2 separate regions of the Sus scrofa genome follow, and region 1 is linked to region 2. Evidence: chromatin contacts called from public Hi-C data. All regions are on one chromosome and are shown on one strand. Each heading gives the region's core, a stretch centred on a gene start, on an enhancer-like site or on the middle of the called end of the contact. The rest is flanking DNA. Distances are from core to core; before and after follow the strand shown. Region 1 overlaps LOC110261615 (a long non-coding RNA gene). Region 2 has its middle 160 kb from the start of NR2F2.

Region 1 (2,877 bases), core at 322-2,821, 830 kb before region 2:
CATTTAGCAAAGCCAGTTGGAACATTAGTCTTGAGCACTAGATTCTAGGAGAACTTATTCTATGGTGCTTGGAACAGGAGTACCATAGAGAGAGCAAGGTATTGAGTTGAACTTGGGTTCAAGGGCAGAAGGAAGTATATTAATCTAGGCTAAGAGTCAAAGGCTTGCCCTGTGGAGTAAGCCCGGAGGCTGGCCTCTGGAAACAGGGACTAGATTTTGTCCAGTAGCCAAAAAGACTTTATGCTTGGCTGATGAACTTCTGGTCTATGGCTCCCTGAAATCCCCTGGCCCTGGGTTGGGATGATTTCCAGAGTCATTTCAGGGCTGGACCTGTAGGTTGGGGTTAAGTGGTTCCAGCTTCTAAGGTTAGAAATATACAGAGGCAGGAAGCCAAAAAGATCCTCACCATAAGAATTTTTTTGTAACTCAATTCTACTTTCCTCCCCAACTATAGTTTATTGATATGGACTTATTCTAAGAGCATGTTCAGAGGAAGAAGATTGACTAAAACTATTCCAAGTCAAACACAGGGGCTATAGCACTATGACCAAAACTAATGCTGAAAACAGTCAGATACATTTCATATTCTGTTATGCCTTGGAATATCTAGCTTTATGTGGGACACATAATATATTTTAAGTGCATATCAATACATACTAGAAAGCTGTAGCTATGATAGAGTTGTAATATTGACAAATGATATTTTAAAAATCACTCTTATTCCATTCCAACTTATTTTAAAGTATGTCCTTATTTAAAATGTCTTTTTTTTAATTTTGCAAAATTTCATTCTTATTTCTTACTTTCAAAGAAAACATTTTAAATATTTGGAAGCTGTTTTGCTGCCATATAGTTCATACACATGCACACACACACACACACACACACACACACACACACACACACACACACACAGCCATGAAACAACCAACATATTGCTGAGTTAGCAACTCAGTAACCAGTGCCATACATCCCTTTTGTATCAAGTTGTGCGCATTCTTAAAGTGATAATGGAACTAAATTTGGAGGGAACAGGGCCCATAAGTTTCAATTTATTTGTTTCACAATCACAGCCTCAAACTGAAGGGAAAATTATGCTGCAGTTTGATAAATAAAGCACTATACATTCACAAACAAAATGCAAAATGAAAACTTTGAGAACTTTAGATAATCAAGGATCTTAGATTAATTCCATCCATGGTTGAGAGTTTTTTGTTGTTGTGAATTTGCTGGAGAATTTAGTATGAAAGCCCTCTAACTAGTGTCTGATTATATCAGTGTCTCTATTTCCTTTTAGAACATACATCTGTTGTTGTGGGGGGTTTTCAGAGGGGAGAGTGCGGTTGTGGTTATTATGGAAATACGGCAAAACCAAATATTTTAAAGCAGATGAGAAGAACCCCACAGACAGTTGGCTCACAAATGTTGTATGCTTTCCACATCCAGGCACAAAGCAAGAAGCAGTAACAGCAGCGTTCCTGGTGGCCTCTGTTTTTATCTGTTTCAAACGCTGGACTGCTCTTGTTAGTTAACTGACTGGAGATTGTTTTTTCCCTTTATTCCCTCTCTCTCTTTTTTAATTGTTGTTACTCTGTTTTGCCTGAAAGCTGCAGTATCTCACTGTTCATTATTCCCGGTTCAGTCAAATCCTGTCCAAAATTAACTCATCATGTGCTGGACTTTTCTCTTGCTCTGTTTCTTTCTATGCAAGATGTATAGCATGGACCCCGTAGTAGCTCTTAAAAAGTTTGCAGATCCTGTATGAACAACTCTTTTAATTAGCTCAATGCTAATTTTATTTGCCTGGGTTTCTTTAATATTTACCATTTCTAACTAGTAGTGTTTCCAATTATTGACAAATCATTTTAAAATTCTGAAGTTCCAACACCATCAAACTTCAATTCTTTCTCTTTCTCTCTGTCATACAGTCCTAGTTCTACAGAATCTGTTTCAACTTGAGTTCCCCTTTTCTGTCCATTTTATTTTAAACTTTTAAAAAGAGCCTTCTGAGACTCCAAACGCAAGCTGTAAGACAGAGGGAAAAAAAATAAGTCAGTAGTCAATGAGGCACGAGAACTAGTTTCTTATATCAGCATCAGATTCCAGAGTCTTCAACTTGAATTAAATGCAGCCATCAGAGGAACCATAGAAATGAGAAAGTTGCTGTTATAAATTAATGATTATTTGCTGTGCACGTTACAGTGGCTGTTTGTTCCACATTTTATTGTGATGTTTTATTCTTATTCAGTGCAACAGTAATTGGGTCTTAAACATGATAAAGTATCTTAAAGCTGCACTGGTAGCTGAGCTGCCTACAGCAGGTTTTTAACTCTAGTTAAAGAAGGTTAATCAAAGCTAATGAATCTGTTTTATCCAATGCCACAAGTGGATCAAAAAAATATGCAGGAGGTGACTGGACTAAAATCCGGATTGTTCAGCTGGAAACACAAATACATTTTTAGCATAGTAATTCTGTAAGCATCTTTAATGGTCCTGGATTTGTATATGGCCTGTACCTGCAAGATCAATATTTATCTTTCTGATGCTCTCTCTCTTGCCATGAAAAAAAAATATATATATGGGCCTTATGAAAATACAGAAGAGGAAATGCAATCCCATGTACAGCCTTCAGTGTGAGACTATCAAGAGACTGTTGCATTCAGAAGTTCAGAATAGCTCTGCTCTTTATGAAAGAATATGAGGAGCCCCTAATAAGGCTAATTCATTAGAACAAGCGTTTGTTATTAAAACACACCACGCAGGACCACAGGCATCCAAGCCAGACAGTGTGGCAATTAAAGTTGCCTCCCTGCAAAATTCAGGCTGCTCACCAACTCTCGCCCATGAGTTCTGTTTTGTTTTCTTATTAGAAATGAC
Region 2 (2,700 bases), core at 174-2,673:
TCCTGAGTTGAAGATGACCCTTCAGGAAAACATGCGGTGAAAAGTGGTTTTGCCCTCTGAGCCAACAGAAAATTGGCCTCTGAGGTGACTTGTAACGGGATTTTGTCAGCCGTGAGCAGAACTGCACGGGTTCCTACGAGGCATGGGATTCAGAGTCGTAATAGAAAACATTTATTTGGCTCCAACTAAACATCCTAACACATGTTAGCATTTGCTGCCAATATGCTTCCTAATTAAGAGCTACATAAAATCATAGGAAATCCTGTATCCTGTCTTCATGCACTTTTCATGTATCTCTTGTTCCCTGGCCTTATTTCTCAAGTATTGCTACCACACACCCACCCACACACACACACACAAAACAGGTTGATTCAAAAGTCTTGTTTTGCCAACCATGCAGTGTGGTGTCATTAACAAGATTAATGTACATTCCAAAACTCACCACCATGCCTTTTTTTTCATCCTAAAACAAATGCTGCTATTAAAAACTAATTTAAAAAGAAAAGAGCTAATAAGCACCCCCCCAATAAAAGAACAACCCCTTCATTGGTAAAGTGTTGCCTGTAACTGATATAAAACTTCAAAATGTTTTTTAAAAATATCTTCTCTCTTGGATTGTCTGGACTATTGACCATGTTGGTATATTTTATCATGTTGAACGGATTTCAAGATGAAGGACAGACTAGAGTCTGGTTTTCCTCTTGGGTCTTCCTTAAATTAATGCTAATTTCATCTGAAAATATTTAGAGATAGACCTGTAAATCCTAAGCCATCACTCTCCCATTATATGCAGTAGGCATAAGGTGATTACTGCACAGATAGAGATATGTATGATAACTCTAATTAAGGCTAGGATTTGTGTGAGTTACACTTAGAAACACTTGTTTTATCAGTTTGGATGTAGTCTTTGACCTTACATAGCCAAACTAATTGCTTCCTTTCCCTACCATAAGGCAGAAATTAAAAATCAAACAAAACAAAACAAAAAACAGAAGAAGAAGAAAAAAAAAGACCACTCCAGTCCATTATAAATTTCTCCCTCTAATTCTATTTTGTTTTCCCATACACTGAAATAGACTCTGAAATGGCACAAAAGAAATGAAGCCTGGGCCTGAAAAGTTATCTTTTTCCATAGGACACATTAATGATTTTCAGAATTAATTTTTTTTTTTTTCAAATGAAACGCACATGCTCTCATTGCCCCTTTCCTGAGATGGCTTTGCACTCGTCTTCGTCTTTTTCCCCCTTCCAAATCTATTTATTTCTTGTTGTTCTTGGCCCGTCCTCACTTTCCATTTTTCATGATTAGTTCTTTATGATCGTGTGTTTCCTTTTTCTCCCCGCCGTGGCTGCCGGCCAGTTCTCTTCCAGCACTTGAACTTCCCTTTGCTAATGAAACAAGAGCTGCCTCCCTCCCTGGCTTTTGCCATCCAGCTGTTTCCTTTTTAAAATATACACTCATCTTTATTCAGTGAAGTTCCTGGGCAAACCTGACTTCTTTCACAGAAGAGTTAATAATCACAGGAGGAACTAAAAAGGTTTTAGGAGAAAGGCATATCTGGGAAATTTTGAGAGTGGGTGGAAGGAGGATAAGTAGAAACTAAGTTTATTTTTGAAAGGTTCTGGGGGGAAAGAAAAAAAAAAGAACAAAGAACTGGGTCCATAATGTTTTATTCTTTGGGTGCTCTGGATGGCAAGTTGGTCCTGGAGGTCTCCCACACCTACACGGCATCTTAAAGTTCCCACTTCGCTTGCTTCACCTCTTGTGGCCACTTGAAAGTAGCCTAACCACGTCGGCAGACCTGAGTTGTATAGGATTAGGTGGTGAAAAGGTGCCAACTTGAGGTTCAGTCTGCCAAGTCAAGTCAATTTACTGTAATGCTTTGATTGTTCAACTTGGCTTTAATCCCTCTTCCATCTCCATCGTGCCCTTGACATCATGGAAATTACCACCCAAAGTTAATGTCATCAGATGAACCCCGCTAACTATTTCAGAGAAGGGTTCCTGAACAAAACAACCTGTTTACTTCATAAGCTTTCAGATCCACCCCCCCCCAAAATATTTCCAGAAAAATGAATAAGCCCAGAGGTATCCTCTTACAACTGGAGAGTGACTAATTCTTTTTTCTGTATTATAACTGATAAGACCTCATGTGACTGGAAATGAATACGTATTCTACCCAAGCATCAGTTGAGTATTTGTATGAAAGGCTTAATTGATTAGATAAAGAGGTTTATTAGATTAAGAGCTTTGAGTTTAAAAAAAAAAAAAAAGTCCTCTTTTAAAATCTGAGGAACTCTCCCTTCTCTAAAAATGTTTTTCCTGATATAAGATTTCCAAAGGAATAATTTTTCCAACAGAAATAGAAAAGAAACAAAAACATAAAGGGGTAAAAAAAAGCAAGAAGGAAACCAAAAAAAAAAAAAAGGATCACAAGAAAAAAATCGTAACAATGTGTGGTGGTGGATGTTAACCAGACTTATTGTGGTGATCATTCTGCAATATATACAAATATCTAATCATTATGTCATACACCTAAAATTAATACAACGCTTTTTGTCAATTATTTCTCAGTGAAAATGTACTACCATGTGAGATAATCTTATTTGGAAACAATTATCAGGTGAGATAAAAATTAGCATTTTCAGTGGAAAGAAATGCGATTATAATAACTTAATACAGTGTGGATCTTCACCAAT

Evidence for each region. Hi-C and Micro-C count contacts between places; a contact is called where the count stands out from the background.
Region 1: a Hi-C map of liver shows a contact between it and region 2, with 1.9 times the contacts expected there. The contact joins two enhancer-like sites. A contact is called at or near these places in 2 of 47 Hi-C or Micro-C datasets (both in liver) and 1 of 2 datasets of contacts at active chromatin or transcription factors (skeletal muscle).

What each region holds. Positions count from the first base shown.
Region 1 is chr7:84,073,090-84,075,966 of Sscrofa11.1, reverse strand. The region is part of intron 1 of LOC110261615 (a long non-coding RNA gene); the gene reads left to right. Among named protein-coding and RNA genes, the nearest start is that of MCTP2, 890 kb to the left of the region's middle. Within about 2 kb of position 1,571, at least 6 of the 83 cell types and tissues checked have an H3K27ac peak or open chromatin away from gene starts, as enhancers often do. A contact at or near this core is called in liver, where this site is marked.
Region 2 is chr7:83,246,419-83,249,118 of Sscrofa11.1, reverse strand. No RefSeq gene overlaps it. Among named protein-coding and RNA genes, the nearest start is that of NR2F2, 160 kb to the right of the region's middle. Within about 2 kb of position 1,423, at least 9 of the 83 cell types and tissues checked have an H3K27ac peak or open chromatin away from gene starts, as enhancers often do. A contact at or near this core is called in liver, where this site is marked.